4 separate regions of the Mus musculus genome follow, and regions 1, 2 and 3 are each linked to region 4. The links are chromatin contacts, called in public HiChIP or PLAC-seq and promoter capture Hi-C maps. All regions are on one chromosome and are shown on one strand. The core of a region is the stretch at or near the end of the contact, and the rest is flanking DNA. Distances in the headings are between cores, read along the strand shown.

The links. Promoter capture Hi-C pulls out the DNA fragments that hold promoters and counts their contacts. HiChIP or PLAC-seq counts read pairs in DNA pulled down with a chosen protein or histone mark.
Region 1: a contact with region 4 is called in an H3K4me3 HiChIP or PLAC-seq map of bone marrow-derived macrophages, with 3 times the contacts expected there. The contact joins the promoter of Hp1bp3 here to the enhancer-like site in region 4. A contact is called at or near these places in 1 of 39 promoter capture datasets (the 3T3-L1 cell line), 6 of 115 datasets of contacts at active chromatin or transcription factors (the 230-238 cell line, bone marrow-derived macrophages, cardiomyocytes and 3 more) and 2 of 9 other capture datasets (adipose tissue and pancreatic islet).
Region 2: a contact with region 4 is called in a promoter capture Hi-C map of liver. The contact joins the promoter of Sh2d5 here to the enhancer-like site in region 4. A contact is called at or near these places in 11 of 39 promoter capture datasets (the 3T3-L1 cell line, 3T3-L1-derived adipocytes, cranial neural crest and 7 more), 1 of 484 Hi-C or Micro-C datasets (nephron progenitors) and 2 of 9 other capture datasets (adipose tissue and liver).
Region 3: a promoter capture Hi-C map of liver shows a contact between it and region 4, with 2.5 times the contacts expected there. The contact joins the promoter of Cda here to the enhancer-like site in region 4. A contact is called at or near these places in 2 of 39 promoter capture datasets (liver and pre-B cells), 1 of 115 datasets of contacts at active chromatin or transcription factors (pancreatic cancer cells) and 1 of 9 other capture datasets (liver).

What each region holds. Positions count from the first base shown.
Region 1 is chr4:138,215,096-138,219,364 of GRCm38.p6, reverse strand. Hp1bp3 (heterochromatin protein 1, binding protein 3) reads right to left here and starts at 2,753. Exons shown (of 13, transcript NM_010470.3): 1 at 2,625-2,753.
Region 2 is chr4:138,247,153-138,251,686 of GRCm38.p6, reverse strand. It overlaps Sh2d5 (SH2 domain containing 5), which reads right to left and starts at 1,276. Exons shown (of 10, transcript NM_001099631.1): 1 at 1,179-1,276.
Region 3 is chr4:138,365,548-138,370,068 of GRCm38.p6, reverse strand. It overlaps Cda (cytidine deaminase), which reads left to right and starts at 2,114. Exons shown (of 4, transcript NM_028176.1): 1 at 2,114-2,279. The coding sequence starts at 2,126.
Region 4 is chr4:137,638,966-137,643,577 of GRCm38.p6, reverse strand. It overlaps Usp48 (ubiquitin specific peptidase 48), which reads right to left. Exons shown (of 27, transcript NM_001355588.1): 22 at 4,268-4,372. Among named protein-coding and RNA genes, the nearest start is that of Usp48, 47 kb to the right of the region's middle. Within about 2 kb of position 1,902, at least 106 of the 459 cell types and tissues checked have an H3K27ac peak or open chromatin away from gene starts, as enhancers often do. A contact at or near this core is called in the 230-238 cell line, adipose tissue, bone marrow-derived macrophages and 4 more, where this site is marked.

The sequences.
Region 1 (4,269 bases), core at 1,504-4,003, 570 kb before region 4:
GCCTCACTTCTGAATTTCTTTACTAAAACCACAGAACGCCAACCCATAGTATTTTTTTGTCCTTCTGTAATAGGCTTTGTGGGTTGTTAAGCTCACTTTTTGTTTGAAACATAAGAGTTTCACATGTAATGTAGTCCTGGCTGTCCAGGAAATATGTAGATAAGGCTGTCCTCAAACTCACAGAGATACACATGCCTCTGCCTCCCAAGTGCTGGAATTAAAGTCGTGTGCCACTATGCCCAGCTTAAATTCACTTCTCATTAACAGCTAACAGCATGGATGGGTAGCCAGGACTGCCTTAACACTGTCAGTGTACCTTGTAACAGAACTTTTTGTTCCAACCGTTGACTCTGAATGATAAGACCTTTTAGACAGCTGTATTAGCTCCCTGGCCGGGATATTTTTTGCAGGGATGGGAGTCAAGGGGGATCTTAATAGCCCAGGTTAGCCCACCTCCCCAGTGCTGGCATTACAGCTGCACACCACTCTGGAAGTGGATAGGTCATTTTTTTCTACTGAGTCACAGATACAAAACTGGGTGCCTAAAAGATAACAGGGTCAGAATGAGAGTTCAACAAATATTTGCTAAAGAATGAAAATGGTTCTTTAACCTGGCTTCATATGGTGTGGAAACCAAACTATATTTCCACTTAGGGTTTATCAAGTTCTCCTGTGGCCACAAATTTTGGGTTCTTTTTATTGAATGCGTAAATAGTAACATGACTTACTTTTGACAAAGGAGATGCCTAAATTGTTTTAATACAGGCAGTAAAAACTTGCAGAAGTAGAAAGCCCAATTCCATGGTGGTAGTTTATGCCATTAGAAAAGGCAGCCGGTCTGGGGCTACGGCATGTATTTCAAATTACTGCGTCAGCATTTTTAGCAAGAGTGTCACCATAAACTCCATGTAATATGCATCCTTTCTAATGTCACTAACAGACCAGTAAATCCCTCACACAGCTCCCAGGCTTTTCCTCACTCAGATAAAACATCGTGATTGCTAGCGACTTTCCCATTTCATTAAGTAGCATGTAGTGATATCTATCACGGCCAGGGATAGAGGCCGATCAAACACACAGCTCCACAGGGCTCCAGTTTAGACTTGCATCTGCACAGGCCTCAGTAACTTCCTAGTCAGCGTCCAGGGGTCCACCTCCTAAGTAAGTATGAAAGCTAGGGCTAAGAACCTCAATCTTAACCCTACTACATGTGTACTCTCCGGTGTCAGTTCACAGTAGCACCCCCTGCACTCACACACAGGAGGCTGAGGCAGGAGGAGCACAGAGTCCCAAGGAAGCATTAGGGAGACCACCTCAAAAACAAAATTTGAGAGCAGCTTTGAACAAATCACTCTGAAACTGAAAGCTCGTGGCAGCCTTATATGGCCTATGCTGAAGATAAAATTGAAGATAAAATAAAAATTAAAAACTTCAAACGATTTCCTAATAGCTTCTAGGCCCTTCTGGCTAAGATCAAATGCAGAATGACTCTCTAGACACATTTCACGTCTAAGATGCTTGCGTATGAGGTCCAGGTCTAATAAGACTCGTTCTCCAAAGCAACGGGCAGTCGGAGAAGGGCAGTAAAGCAGCCTGGGGGAGAAGTCATGAGCACTTCTGGCTGTGAAGGAGGGTTTAGCTCAAGGGCGTTAAGGAAAACTGCCTGCTTAAGTCTGGATCGACTCGGGCCTAGGCTTAAGACGGCTGCCACTGACAATCCTGCGCCGGCCTGGGGAGCGCGGCGGAGGCCGGGGGAGGTGTAGGCTCGCGGGGGACACAGAAGCGCAAGGCCGTCGGGGTAGCGGCGGCGGCGACAGCAGCGAAGCGACAGCGCCCAGAGGCTGAGCATCGCCCGGAGGAGCAGCGAAGACAAAGGCGGGAGCGAGCGGCTGCGCGACAGAGAGCCGTGGCGGTGACAGCGCAGGGCTAGCGGGAGTGGGGAGTAAGATGGGCGCGGGACTGCTGAGGGCGGCGGCGGAGGTACCGCGCAGAGACCACGCCGCGCTCCTGGCTGCGGGGACCCGGCGGCGACCAGCGGCGACCGGCGTGGCCTCAGCTCTGCACACTCACCACTGGGGACTCCGTAATGGCGGCCACGGCGGCGGCGGGGGCGGAGAAGCCGGGAGGGCGGGCCCGCCGCAGCCACTCACTAGTGCCGGCATCTTTCGAACCGGGCTTGAAGACAAGTTGACAGTAGGCCGAGGGGAGGAGGGCGCGGCGGAAGTCGGGCCACAGGCCTCGGAGCATGCGCAAGCCCGCAGCCAATAGGGCTCCGCGGCGCACGCCGGAGCATGCGCACTGAGACAAGCACGGAGGGGGGGTGGGCCCGACCCGAGAAGAGCTGCCCCTCCTCCCCAAGTCCAAACAAAACAAGGGCGGGAGCGCGCGCCGCGGGGCCCGAGTGGCCCGCGCGCCAGGGGCAGGGGCCGGGTGGCGGGCGCGACGCGAGAGGGCGCAGCGGCCGCGGCGGACGGACAAAAGCCGCCGGCCTTCGGTGCCCGCGTCCCGCCTCTTGCGCCCGGGCAGCGGCGTCAGCGCCCAGGCCGGTGGCCCTCCGCTACTCACTCGCGCACGGAGCTCGCGCCCACTCCCTGCGCGCCGGGTCCGGGTCCATCCCGCGTTACCTCTGAGCTCCGGCGCCCGCGTTCCCGTACGGCCTCTCGGCGTTGCCGCGGACCACCGATCGCCGACTCGCGACACCGCTGTCCTCCAGGCCGGGCACCGAGCTCTGCCGCCCCGCCCCCCTGCCCGCGGCCTCACGCGCGCGCCCCCGCGCCGGCCCCGCCCCCGCGCGCGCCCGCCAAGTGGGTCCCCGGGCGGGCGCGCAGGGGCGCGACAGGGCGCTCGTGGGGGAGGTGGGGGGGAACGGCGGACGACGGGAGGCAGAGCGTGGCTGGGAGCGCTAGCTTCCTGGCTGCGTCCTGCGTGCTCGGCGCAGTCTCTGTCTCCGACCCCGAGTCCTTCGGGTTTGGGGTTCCAGCCTCCCTTTAGCCCTGGAAGACGGTGCTAGACAACAACAGCCACTTCCTGAGTCCACAGGGAATTGGCAGTGTAGTGAGCAAGGACTGGTCATACACGGCCTGGAAGATGCGTGAGCCGGGCTGCCCCCAGCTTCTTGATTTGCATGCACAGACAGCTTCCCCACCCCCAGCACCCAAAAGAAACCACGGAATTAGAAGGGAGTCGCCTTTTATTTGGCACTTTACGTTGAGATCTGCCTATTCATGTAATGTGCACACCACCGCCTTTGAAAATTGTAGTTCTTGGGGCTGAAGAAGTAGTTTAGTTGTTAGTATGTGTCTAGTCTGAAGAAAGCCCTGGGTGCCATCGCCAGCACCTAGAGCCCAGTGTGATGACGCAGACTCAATAGGTGGCATCAAGAGGATCGAAATTTCAAGGCCATTTTGGGTAGGTAACCAACCTGAGGCCAGCTTGGAATGCACGAGAGCCTGTGTAAAGAAGGAAAAGGAAATGAAGGATTGCAGGTGTAGTTCTTCAAAGCCACTTTGGAAAAATTCAATGTACCTCAAGTAGCCGGAGTCTTGTGGGTATCGGCCTGGTACATGCATGGCACCGCAACTGCAGGTCAATCAAAGCGCTTATTACGGAAACCAATTAGACACACTTTCAGTCCTCTCCACCTGCCAGAGTGGCTGAAACTCCAAGGGTTCTAAGAAGATTAAATAAATCACCCCACCAAAAATTCCTCCCTGGTGAGCGTCTGTACTAGTGACATCACCCATTCCCCTGAACACTGGGATCATGGGCAATCTCTTCAAAGGGATTTATGGGGAGGATCTGAGAGGATTTGGAGAGGAGGGGACCTGATCAAGTATGTCATATGAAAAAAAAATTAAATATTAAAAAGGGATTTTGGTCTTTTTGAAGAATTCTGTTTTAAAACCATCTTTTAATTTTTTATATGTGTGTGTACCTGTTTGTATGTGTTCCGGGTGTGTGCAGATGTCTAAGGATTGTCTGCACTCCTGGGAATTGAGTTAGTAGGTTGTAAGCTGTCTGATGTGGGTGCTGGGAACCAAACCGAGATCCTCTACAAGAGCAAGGGACCTCAGCCACGGAGACACCTGTCCCCATCCCACTTTTATGTATTGGCATAATTGGGAACTTGCTACATTTGGTGTGTGTCCTTGTTTGAGACAGGATCTCTCTATGTAGTTTTGCCTGTTGACATTTCATCTAGGCTATGTCCCACAGTTACCTGGCAATAGCCAGGTGTGTCTAACTCACTAAAAAAGGCGCTTCTTTGCC
Region 2 (4,534 bases), core at 27-2,526, 610 kb before region 4:
AGCTTGCCCAGTCCTCTGTGGGGGAAAGGGGCATATAGAAGCGGGGGGGGGGGGGGGGGGAGAGAAGGCGGGTGGACAGCATCCTCCAAGCACCTGGCCGTCGTCCCCAGCCTCCTTATATTTAGCCTCCCCAGAAACAGGAACTGTGTGCCCCTCTTCCAGTCTGATCCTGCCTTAGACCAAGGAGGTCACCAGGGTTCATTGAAACCCTGAAAACGACCACACACCCAACTCATCTCTTTGAACCAAAAAAAAAGTTTCCCACAGGGGTTTGTCTGCTGCGGCCAGGTCATACCTACAGAGGCACATACGGGCTTCTATTTTCCAGAGGGCGGGGGGGGGTGTTCTCCTTAGGAGCAGGAGACTGGCTATGTTAACTCTATACTTCACGTCCAATCACAGGGCCCTGTGCACCATAAAACTCAACAATCTATCCATTCAGGGTACTTGGGAGACTCCCAAGCCTGCAGACCCCAGCTACTGGACTAAAGGCACACATCACAGGATGGAGAGCTGGCAAACCCAGGACTCTCTGCCGAGGCTAGGCAGTACCCTTCTGCTTACAGTCTATGGGGCCCCCAAGCAGGCATCCATCCTTGGTATACACTGGGTCTGTATCTGTGCAGAAGTAGCCAGTAGTAGCCTCATAGCTGCAACAACTCAGGCGCTAGGTATGGAACTGTTTAGAAAGGCTGGGCTCCCAGCCCAGCACACTTCTGCTACCATCTCCACAGGCCCTGGACCCGCGCAACAAGGGACTGGACTGGGGTTCAGCAGGTTTGGCTGATGTGACCTTGGCCTGCCAGCTTCCAGTTCCTCAGTTGTGAAGGGGACCGCGAAGGCAGCCACCTCCTGGGTCTGTTCATCAGCCTCTGTTCTTCCCGAAATCTATCTGGTCGCGGGGAGTACACAAGGCTGGATAGGGAAGACGCGGAAAGGATCGCGAGCGGAGGTGCGGAGCGCGTGCGAGCGCAGACAGCGATCTCGCAAGCGTCACCATCCCCACGCAGCGCTAGGTTCTCGGAGGGGCACAGGTGCCCCGGCGCCAGAAAGGGAGGTATGGTGACGGGGACTGAGGTGATGGCAACTGCCGGCGGAGGGAAGTGGGGGTGCGGCTCGCTCTGGGAAGACCCTCCCGGCTTCGGCCCAGCCCCCGGAGGGTTCCCAGGAGCACTCACCACCGCTACCGCGCCTCCTGGCAGGTCTCACAGCTCCGTTTCCCGCAGCTTCTGCTCCTACCCAGCGCGGGGCCCGCCCCACCCCCGCACACGCCCCCGCCCCCGCGCCGCGCGCCCCCCACGTGGCCCTGGGATCCGACCCCTTGGGCATCACCTGGCCGCGGCGCCGGCCTCACCAGCCAATCGGAGCCGCTCCGCTCCGCCGTGCCGCCCAATCAGAGGCTGCGAGGGTACCTGGCTCCGCCCACGCTGCGACCTGGGTTGGCTCCTCCTTGTCGCTCTTCCTCCACGAAGCTGTCCAGACTCGGTGAGCTCAGGGCCTCGCTACTCGTCTGCTCCTCGGGGCAGACCTAGCTACTCCACTAGGTCTGCACGGTCGCTCAATGACCTTGCAGACCCACCCCTTCACACGCAAATGGCAGAGGACTTGGTGGCATGAATCCACTTACTGGGTGGAGATTGATTGGACCGCTCAGCTGGGGTCCAGCAGGAGTGGTGACTCTTGTCCTTCCGGCCTCACGGAAATCCACTTAGATGGGGAAATGGTGAGTGAATTTAGCCAGCGCGCGCACAGAGCCGAGAGGGCGAGCTCTTCTGATCCCATTAGGTGAGGAGCGCAGTAGGTGGCCCAAATAAATCGCAAATCCGAGCCAGGCAAGCGCGTGGTGTGTATTAAACCCGAAATCTGCAGAGAGAACGCATCAGAAACTGCCCGTGTGGCACACCGCAGAAATCCAGGACATAAGGGTTCAGACCCAGGGAGGGACACCAAGACAGATGACAGAGCCCGCGAGAAGGTGGACCTGAATCTGCAGCCTCAGGGGAGTTCCCAGGTGCAGTGCAGAGTGCGCAGGGCACGGCTCTGGGCATCCCTTGTCTCTGCAGAGCTCCTAACACCTTTCCAGAGGCAACAATAAGGTGTGATTGTTGCCCACAACCAGGCACTTCTCTCTCCCCAGTGGGACTTAGATTAACACTTTAATCATGTTAATCCTCCAGGGCCTCTCCCATAGCCATTACCACCCCTGACTCAGCCAGGTGAGAACTGGAAGGCCTGACAGGGACACTGACCTGGTAAGTGAAGGGTCAGTAAATACCGATGCTATTTTGAATTTCTTTTGTCTGTGACCTTTGGCAATTCCCCTGTGCAGAATGGTAAGGAATCTCCCTAACAGTCTCCAGGCCTGGACAGTGAAGGAGCAACGGGGGGGAGGGGGGGGGCAAGCTCAGTTCACCAAACGGGCAACTCAGGATACATAAAAACGAAAAGGCTCCCTCCTAACTCTTAAAAAGAAATATTTAAAGCTCCTTACTTCATCTTAGTTTATTTTATTTTTAAATAAAATGCACTTTTTATAGAATAAAATTTTACAATTTTATAAATTTAGATTTCTTTTTGATTGTGAGTATGATCCATTCCTTTTTTTTTCTTTCATTTTATTAATTTTTATCTGTATGTGTGTTTTGCCTGCTTTTATATCTGTGCACCACATGCATACCTGGTACCATTGCAAGCCACAAGGAGTCAGGTCCTCTGAAACTGCAGTTATGAGAGTTGTGAGCTGTCATACAAATGCTAGGAATGGAGCCTAGGTCCTCCGGAAGGGCAACCAGTACTCTTAACCACGTGAGACACTTCTCTACTCAGATTTATAAGTGTTTTGCCTGCATGTGTGCATATATATCGCATTTGTGCCTGAATCCCTCAGAGAACAGAAGGTGGGGGTGGGGGGACAAACCTCTGGAATTAGAATTACAGATGGGTATTAGCTGTCACACGGGTGCTAAAAACACAGCCCAGGTTCTCTGCATGAGCAACAAATGCTCTTAGTGGCTGAGCCATCTCTCCAGCCCCCAAAATGAATATGACTTGTTTTTGTTTTTTGTTTTTTTCGAGACAGGGTTTCTCTGTATAGCCCTGGCTGTCCTGGAACTCATTCTGTAGACCAGGCTGGCCTCAAACTCAGAAATCTGCCTGCCTCTGCCTCCTGAGTGCTGGGATTAAAGGCGTGCACCACTACCGCCAGGCTTTTTTTTTTTTTTAAAAGAAGGGAAAAAGCCGGGCGTGGTGGCACACACTTTTAATCCCAGCACTCAGGAGGCAAAGGCAGGTGAATTTCTGAGTTCGAGGCCAGCCTGGTCTACAAAGTGAGTTCCAGGACAGCCAGGGCTACACAGAGAAACCCTGTCTTGAAAAATCAAAAAAGAAAAAAAAAAGGAAAAAAAAAGAAAAAAAGAATAAAAAGAAAGGAAAACATGGCTGTCACATATGTCAGTGGTAGAACATTTCTCAGGCATGCACAAGACTAAGTTCAATCCCCACCATGGATAAAAGAAAAACCAGGGAGGGTGGTTCAGTGGGTTGTTACCTGTTACCAAGGCTGATGACCCGAGTTCAATCTAGGACCCATGCTGTGGAAGAAGACAAACGACTCCTACAAGTTGTCCCCTGCCTTTCAAATGTCCACAACCTTCTATGTGCACACACAAATAACAACCAAAATGTAATAATAATAAAACACCTTATAGGCTGGAGAGAGGCTCAATGGCTTTGAGGTTCCAAGTTCAATTCCTACTGCCAGCACCCATATGGTGGTTCACAACGTGAGTCCCATTCTAGGGGGAATCTAACACCATCTTTCTGGCTGCCTTGGGCACCAGGCACACATGTGATATACAAACATACACAGACAAAACACCCATACACATGAAATTCAAACACAAAACCCACTTCATGCCCCAAGGCTTGCATCAAAGGTGAGAAACTTTGGAGGTGCCAGCCATCTCTGGGCAAGCTGATCTAGTCCCACTAAGAACCGTAACTTGAAGCAGTTGTCACTATCTCAGCCGCCACGTCTATTCCTGCGTTCCAAACAGCAAGCTCTCCGCTACCAGGAGCAGCATTTCCACTGCTTGTATGACTCACCTGTGCAGGAAGCCTGGAGTTACTCATATTAAGCACAGAGACAGATGACATAAAAAAGTCAGGCCAGGGCGGGCTGGGGTGGGAGTCATGATTGCCAAATGCATCCGTGTTCACCTTGCAAGTCATGGTTACTTCCTGTGAGTCAGCGGTAATCACTAAAGCACACAGGTGGGAGCTTGCTCTCACAATCTCTCCTTTTATCCAAAATCCCCGAATCTGGCTCTGCGCTTGGCAGCTGACGAATGTGTGTAGGAGTAACTGCACATCAGCAGGAAGCTGCTCGCCAGCCGGCTCCCGAGCTGTGTGATGCATCTCCTGCATGCCAAGTACCTCGGAAAGGCGGTGCCCCAGGACAGATGCCGCGTGTCCAACCGGGTCTCATACTTTCCCAGCAGAAAGGAAGGGGTCTGAAAAGGGGGGTGGGGTGGGC
Region 3 (4,521 bases), core at 865-3,364, 730 kb before region 4:
TAGTATATTTACATATAATAAATAAATAAATCTTTAAACAATAATAAACATAAAATATTTTAAAAGGAAAGAATTATAGTACATCCTCAAGAGGGAGTACAAGTTAAGCAATTCAAGGAAAGAGAAACGCAAGATACAAAAGCTCTCTCTCTCTCTCTCTCTCTCTCTCTCTCTCTCTCTCTCTCTGTGTGTGTGTGTGTGTGTGTGTGTGTGTGTGTGTGTGTATGCACATGAGCAAACATGTTGTTTGTGCCATGTGACTCTGGGTGCATACTCACCATGGCATGCACTTGAGGGTCAGTGGGCAGCTCTGGAGAGTCATTTTCTTGTCTCCTGGGGCCCTCACTCAGGTTGTCAAGCCTGCTGGCCAAGCTCTTTACCAGCTGAGCCCTCCTGCCTGTCCCTTTCCTGTCCCTTTATCTTCTCAGGGTGAGGTGAATAGAGGAGACTACACATTGAATTCTATGCCAGGCCTGCTGTACGGATGGAGAACACCACCATCTTTTTCCCAATGGTAATTACACCTGCCCCCTAAACATTTTAGAGAAAGTCCCGCATCAGTTACATCCACAGACCTGTCCTCACACTGAAAGTCCCCACCCAGGAGAATGAGCAACTGGAGGGCCGGGTCCTTGGTGCTGGCTTTGGGGCAGGGGGTTGAGGGGGGCATAAAAGCCTCTTGAGTCTGGAAATGGTGAAAGGGGACACGTAATGGAGGGAGATGTCGGGAGAAAATGAGGCAAAACTTACCCACCAGGCACTGGCACTGCCGGGCATGGGTTTCATCTATGTATGGCTAGGAGCCCAGGGTCCTGGGTACAGGGTTGCTAAACTATTGGGCAGAGGTGTCTGCTTGTGGGGTGGGGTGGGGGTGGGAGTGGGGAGATGCTGCCCCGTTCTCTGCTCTCTCCTGCCTTCTTCCTCCCAGTCCTCAGCACCACACAAGCCCTCAGAGAAGCTGCTGATTCACTCCTGCTTGGTGACCATCCGGCGACACTTGGACATGTCTGGCTGTGCTGGCTGCAATCCGGCCCACTCTCTATGGACTTGGCCAAGTCACTTAAGGACAATAAGCCGGTTTGTTTGAAGTGTTCCCATGTGCCACTTCTATATCCTCTCCCCACAGACTCCCTGGACCATATTATCATCTCAGTCTGGTAACCACAGGAAGGGACTGCCAATTGTGCACCCATTTTGTAGATAAGGAAACTGAGGCTCTGAGAGGTAGCGCAGCTCTTCCTGGGAGAGCTAATAAACAGATACCTGGAACCCAAGCCACAGCCCACTCTAATCCAAAGCTCCCACACGTCTGTTGCTACCCCCACTGTAGACAGCAAACGTGCCGACGTCTGACAAGGAACCCACTAACATTTGTGTGTAAGACAAAGAGAACAGCCAGGGTGTAAATCCATTTCCGGTACCACCAACCCAACAAGGTTCATGAAGAGGAAGGAAGGAAGGAAGCGAGGGAGGAAGGGAGGGAAGAAGAAGGAGGGCCCTGTTTCCCTCCAGCTGGGATGGTTTTAATGGCTAGGTTAGGACAGGAAGGAAATGAAGCCAAGCTACTGAAAACAGAGACGTTTCCTCGGCTTCGCATACCTTCTAACTTGGCACGCTGACATGGTTGCCCAAGTTCTGAACTTTCAGCCTGAACCCTTCTCTCGGTGTAAAAAACAAGCCATTAAATATTCTGAGGAATCAGGATCCTTTGAGCTTTGACCTCAGGTGTCACACAGACCCACCCAGAATCCTCCTCCCTGGGACTGTGTCTACAGCCATCCACTGAGGTGGCACCCGCCCTGTGGCCCACTCTTGATCTATGTTGACAGTGAGTGAAGTTGTTAAAGGAAACTGTCTCACTGGTGGGCACCACATACCGGTCCACCGTGGGACCCCCGCAGCTCAGTCGTAAACTCCATATCCTCCGGGCTCCCGCCCTGGGAGACTCACTGGGCTGCCAAGTCCTGGCCAGCATCCCGCCAGCCTGGGAGCCAGCCTCCAGGTCTCCCTCTAGCGCAGGGACACACCCCGGGGGAGGAGCCACCTCTTCTTGGCCAGTGCGGGCAGACGGCCAGCACCGGTTTCCTCTCCTCTGCAGCGACCAGCTCACCCGCCTCGGACCGACATGGCCCAGGAACGCCCCTCCTGTGCTGTGGAGCCCGAGCACGTCCAGCGGCTGCTGCTGTCCTCTCGTGAGGCCAAGAAGTCAGCCTACTGCCCCTACAGCCGCTTCCCTGTGGGGGCTGCCCTGCTCACCGGGGACGGGAGGATCTTCTCTGGTAAGGGCTGTCGCCGGAGTCCACTCTGGGGCAGCATGAATGGGGCCCAGGTACAGGTGAAGAGGAGAAACAGCGTGGTCCCCTCCTCACTGCTCCTCCCCTGCTCTCACCGAGGCTGTGGGCTCACTCAACTGCTTATCTGCACAGTGCCTCTCTGTTCTTAGAAGTCTGGAGTGGGGAAGGGAATTTGCACGTGAGATTAGAGGGAGAAGCCAAAATGAAAACCGTCCACGACCTGCATGGCAGGAGACTCGGATTACTTACTGAGTGTCCTGTATGCCCAGTATTCACCTCCCATCCGTTAGTTCTTTCTCTGACCTCCTGCCCAATATTAGACCCATTTTAAGATGAAGAAGTTGAGGCCAGAGGCATGTCCTAAGTTACAGGAGGCACTGGTGATGGGACCCAGGGCTGGACCTCCCAAAGCCCCACCTTCCTGCACCCTGGGGTGCTGGGATTGGCTGGGGAGGGATGGCATCAGGCAGACAGAGCGTTGTTTGTTTGTTTGTTTGTTTGTTTTTGGAGGAGAGGATCCAGACACCGTCTGGGAATCCAGCAGTCTTTACTGAGTTAACAGGATCTGCCCTGAGCTCATGTTTATAGACCCTCAAGCAGGCCAGAATGGGCTGCAGCTATGGTGTGGTACTCGCTCACACAAGGGTCTGGGTTTAGGGGAACAAAAGGAGGGGAAAGAGAATAAGGGAAGGAGAGAGTGGTAGAGAAGGAGAAGGGAGGGAAGGAGGAAGAGAGGGAGGAAGAAGGGGAGGAGGGAGGGAAGGAAGGAGGAGGGAGGAGAGGAGGGAGGAAGGGAAGGAAAAGAAAGGAGGGTGGAGGGGGAAGGGAAGAAGGAAGGGAAGGGAGGAGGGAAGGAAGGAGAAAGGAGGAGGAAAGAAGGGAGCTTGGTAAACTTAAGGACATGTTCAGTTGGGACATGGTGTGGACAGGTGACAACTACAGTGCCCATTCGTATGCCTTGTTGACTGAGCCTCTGTGAGCTTCATGAATCACCCAGCTGTGTGACAAAACCTTCCCTGGGGAGATGCAACACAAGTCTACTCACCCCAGAGAGGGAGCCCACAACAGGTCGAAGTACAGATACCTCCAAAGTCCAACTTGGTGAACCAACTGGACTTACCTACAGGAATATGGGTGAGGGGTCACTTACAGGAGCAGAAAGGACTCAAAAAACCCAGCTGTATCACCAAGGCCCACCCCAGCATGGGTACCAGCTTCCAACGCTGGGAAACTGGAGTTGACTGCACAGCCTGCAGGCAGCTCACAGGTTAGATGGAGAGCATCCTTTCCAGGTGGCTTGGTTGCTGTAGCCCTCTTTCAGGCAGCTCAGCGTCTTTCCTCTGAGAGGGACCCTGAGCTTTTACTGTCTACTCTGGAAGGGGGGCAGGGGTCCAGTGATTCTGGTCAGTTTCAGGGACTTCCTGAAGCTATTTTGAGTTCTCTCGAGATGGGGTTTGTGGAGTATGTGAGCAAGGGGCTTGGGCCAGGACTGTGGAAATAGGAAGAAGAGGAAAGAGATGGGATGACCTGTCAGTCAGTAAAGTGCTGATCTCCAGAGCCGGTAAACATAGGCACAACACACGCTTGTCATCCCAGTGCTGGGTGGATGGAGACAGATGGATCCTTGAGGCTCACTGGCCACAGAGCCTAGCCTGATTGGCAAGCTCCAAGCCAGTGAGAGACTGTCTCAAAGAACAAGGTGGATGGATGGTATCTGAGGAATGATACCTGAAGCTGACCCAGTCTGGCTTCTGTACACATGTGGCAGAGAGAGAGCGAGAGAGAGAGACAGACAGAGAGACAGAGAGACAAACACACACACAGAGATACACACAGACAGGCACACAGAGAGACAAACATACACATGCACAGACAGACAGACAGATACAGACAGACACACACAGATACACAAGCACACAGAGAGAGAGAGAGACAAACACACACACACATGAGGAGGAGGAAGAGGAGGGGGAGGTGGTGTGAAGCTGTGAGAGACAACCAATAGGATGAAAGGAGGGACCAAGAGCACAGTCAGAAGGTTCAGTAGAATGAGGAGCCCTCTGTAACCTATGTGGGTCTCTCGTAATCTCACAGCCAGTGCTGGAGGCAGGCAGGTGAGCATCGTTGTCGTGTACATTAGTCAGGAAGCTTTCTCTCAGCAGTGATAAAACGGATAAAACCGCCAGGCTAGCTCCCATTTCAGGGCAGGCTAACCCAACTCAGATTC
Region 4 (4,612 bases), core at 653-3,152:
GTACGCTGGGCAAGCACTCTATCCAATGAGCCCCTTCTCCTTTTGAGAATAATATGAAAGCTAAATACCAACTGCAAAATGAGACGTTAGACTGTACTCAAGACATCAAAGATACTTTTACTAAAAACAAGATACTGTGTTTCTTGATGTACTGGTGGTAGAGAGAGGGAAAACAGCTTTAGCTGTAAAGTATTCTTGTAAAAACTGTTTAAAAAAACCATAAATGAATGCTCAGGCCCAGCTTACAATTTAGAGAAAAGTTAATACACGGTACAGGCAATGCCGGTAAAAAACAAGGTGAGGTGCTCTCCAAGACCCTGGTCTAGATGGAAGCCACCAGTCACGCAGACCATGCCAGTGGCATCAGTTTGGGTTTGAGAGGAAGTTGGTGGACACAAAGTCATGCCTGCTAGCTTCTCTTAAACACACTGTAAGCACTGCAGGACTGTGTTTATCCTTCGATACACAGGATCAAGCATTCAGAACTTCACCATCACTGAACTGACCTAAGCATTCAGCAAAAAAGCAGGAACTATATATGGGCACAAGATACAGGCTGTACTAGTCTTTAGAAAAGAGAATAGCAGGGGCCAAATGTTCCAGAACATCTTTTGGTGTGTTTTGAAAGCATCTCACTCATTATGTAGGTCTGCTACATAATGTGGGCCTGCTCTGTACTGCAGGCAGATCAGCCTTCCATGCTGGCAGTAGTGTTTGTGGCTCTTTACTTACAAAGCCCTCCCTGGGGGGTTAACAAGCCAAGATTCTCTTGTTAACCAAGCCAGGGAATTAAAGTGGGATTTTTATTCCCACTTTCCCATTCATATTACTAATGTGTTTTGTAATTCATAAAGCAGCTACCAGGGCAGAGACTTTTCTCAGGTCTCTGGCCACTGGCAAGGCTCTGCCCAATCTAGCCACAACTTCCATTTCTAAGAAAAAGTCAACTTAGCAGTCACAAAAACAACATCCAACTGAAAAAGAGGACATTATCTACAGACAGAAGGTATCCACTGTACAATCCTAACCTCACCCCATGCCCCAGCCAAAAGGTCTCAGGCATCAACTAAAATCTTTTCAAATTGATTTTAAGAGGATCTAAAAGCTTTTCCTGGAATTATTGTCCTTTAACCCATGTCAACCTGCTAAAACCAGTAGAGCAGTGGTTGTTTTTCCCCAGTCACTGGATTTAAAAGGCTTCCAGTTACCTAAGTGATACCTACTGAGTGTATCATTAACCTGAATTTTAGATAACACAGAAGGAACTTGGTTGATCTGGCTTAGAGAGGAGGGCAGGGAATTTGCTCAGCTCCATTAAGGAGCACTAATGCTTGCTTTATGGCGTGGGATTTACTTCAGTGAAACCAGTGACCCATGTTCTGAGAAAAAAGAGGGAGGGGGGTGCGGGAGGTGACATTCTGAAGACACTAGGTATCCCCAGGGACTAACTAGTTACTATGCTCTAAACAGAGGGTTAGAGCTGAGATCCCCGCCCTGCCTTGAACCAAAAGTATTTAAAACATTCTAGGATATTACAATATCCAAACATGGACAAGGGAATCGGAGGAAAATTATAACATGTACAAAATAATTATGGCGTAAAGAGCAATCCTCTAACATTCTGTATTGTATTTGTTCATGTGAACTCTGCTGCAATCCACAACTAAAGGCAGGAATCCCACATCCACCTGAGAACATTGCTGTGGTTGTGACCACAGTGAATAAAACCGGATGCTCAGAGAAAGAGTCAGACTTTAAAGTCTGAGTCACAGGAAAATGCAGCGTTTGCTCAACAAACAAGGCTTGGACTGAAAAACAAAGCTGGAAACAGAGAGACACACTTCTTCGAAATCCTAGAGGGCCCTCTTAGCAGCCAGGCAGGGGTGTCCACACCAGCAATCCCAGCATTCTAGATGCCAAACTAGATTATGGGATCGAGGCCAACCTGGGTTACGTGGCACAGCAAGCCTGTGTCTCAGAAAGGAAAAAGAGCTAACAGAGAAAACTTGACTCCACAATGTCAGGAGATTGACAACAGACACAAACAGATCTGAGTAGGGCAATAGAGCGCCTCAGTCAGAAAACCCTGCATGACCACAGAACGCTCTGAGGCCATGGGCCATCAAGCTTGACAAGGGATAAATACCAAATTTGCCTGTCCACTGTCCAAGAGATGGACATAAAACAGTGGTTTTGCTCATTCATGGGTTTTTGTTGTTGTTTTTTAAAGTTATTTTTATAGGATTCGAACAAAGCATAGATAACAATGACATCCTTCCATACCAGCAAGTACACACAACATTTATTTACCTTGGGCTGATTAAGACCTAAGACTTTATGTACGCAGTGTTCTGCCCGCATATGTCCCTATATGCCAGAGGAGGGCATCAGATCCCATTACAAATGGTTGTGAGCCAACACGTGGTTGCTGGGAATTGAACTCCAGACCACTGGAAGTACTCTCAACCACTGAGCTATCTCTCCAGCACCAAACTTAAGACTTTCTTCATCAACATTAAATAAAGCAGCAAATCACACCGTGACAGTGCACGCCTTTAATCCCAGTACTCTGGAATAAGAAAGAGGCAGATCAATCTCTGAGTTCAAGGCCAGCCTGGACTAGAGTGATTTCCAAGGTCAGATATACATAGAGAAACCCTCATGAAAAAACCTACCAACCAACCAGAAAAACAAAGAAAATGAAAAAAAATGAACAACAGCAGCAACAACAATAACAACAAAAAACCCAAACCAACCCAAACAAGCAAAAAACAAACAACCAAAACAAAACAAAACAAAACAAAACAAAAAACAGTGGTATACCAACAGCAGACCAGCATGTTCAAAGACTGTGCTCTGGATTGGATGAGGCAAAGGGCCACTGAGGCAGAAGCTACGCATAATTTGACTACCAGGTCTCAGGGTAAAGATGTCCCAGCTATTAAGAGTAAAACAGGCAGCCCAGAGAAGGTGCTGAGTTCCAAACTCAGGCCTCTTGGAGAGGCCATGCTCTCAACCACTGAACATCTTCCCCAGTCCCCGACACAGTCAATCTTAGTAGAAATTGATTATGGTGGAGACTGAAGGGCTAATATCATCTTCCTCCATTTATCACAAATCCTAGTTGGCAGGCTGTGTGGTGATGGTGCACACCTTTAATAACAGTACTTGGGGAGAACAAAGGCAAGTAGATCTCTGTTGTTCAGAGCAAGTTCCAGAACAGCTAGGACAATGGGAAAACAATGTCTTGGGGAAAAAATAAAAAGACTGCCAGTTTGTTACCAAGACAGAATCAAAGCGAATATTTTCATTCCAGCTTAAAATGATATATTTTGCCTTTAAAATCTCATTGCATCATCATCATTATTATTTGACGTTTCCAGGGGTTACTGAGATGAAGCAGTGCTGCTTGTGGAGGTCCATTTTCAGTTCCAAGGAACACAGACATCCACGGCCTCTGGCTTCTGAGGGCAGCTAAACTCATGTGTAATATACCCATACCCAAGCACATAGAGTTAAAAATATCATCTTAATTACATTGTGTGCACAGGCATGTCTGTAGATCTTAGATAACTTGGAGTAGTTGTCGTGTCGTATCATCCCCCCCCCCCCCACACACACACACAGTGAGTTTCCCAGGAAATGAACTCAGGTTGTCAGGTCTGGCTGGTGCCTTTATCAGATCCCACAAAGCTCGCTCAAGTTACAGCTGCCTGAGGTGGGAGCTGGGAACCAAACCCAGGACTTCTGTAAGAGTAGGGCCTGCAAACTCTTAATCCTCCTGCCTCAGTTCAGGAAAGCAAGACTGTGCTTGTGTCACCACACCTATGGCCATAGCCGCTCTTGCTTTGTCTCTAGACAGTCTCACTTTGGGCCAAGATGGCTTCAAGGCACGGGTAGGTGCTCCTGCCTCAGCCTCCCCACTGGTCTTAGACGTGAGCACTTTTCATTTGTTTCTCTGTAGACCAGGCTGGCCTCAGACCCAGACCCCCACTTAGCAATGCCTGTAAGTGCTTTGGCACGATGCTGTGCCACCACAGCCATCACACAGTTACTTTTTCTTCCTTAAATGAACTTCGGAGGATATGCAGACCTTTTTTTTTTAGGGGTGAAGGGAAAAATTAGCTACAGCGTGCTATAAAAACTAAGAGTTAAAAGTGTAGAACAAGTAGGGAGGGACCCAGAAAATACCCAGCCAGGGAAGACGGACAGCAGGGGGCTGTTGCGGACAAAGACACAATGATGGAGTACTTCAATACAAACGTACTTGATTAAAGTCAGGATCCTTCTCCCCATCTGGCTTAGCCTCCTCCTTGTCTTCTTCCGTCTCAGAACTACTCACATTCAACTCGGGGGCCGAGTCCTTCATCACCTCAACACACCAGAAGCAGAAAGAGGAGTCAGGCCTAGGGCCTATGAGGTGTGGGTGGGTCAGGAACAAGAACTACTTTCATTGCCCTTTAGTTTCTTATCGTCTAACCCTGTGGATTATTTGTTTATTCATTCACTTTTATTAAGGGGGGGTGGTGGTCATCTGACTATTGTTGTTCTTGCTGTCCTGGAACTCACTATGTAGACCAGGGCCACCATTTTAATCCTATAGCTTCATGGG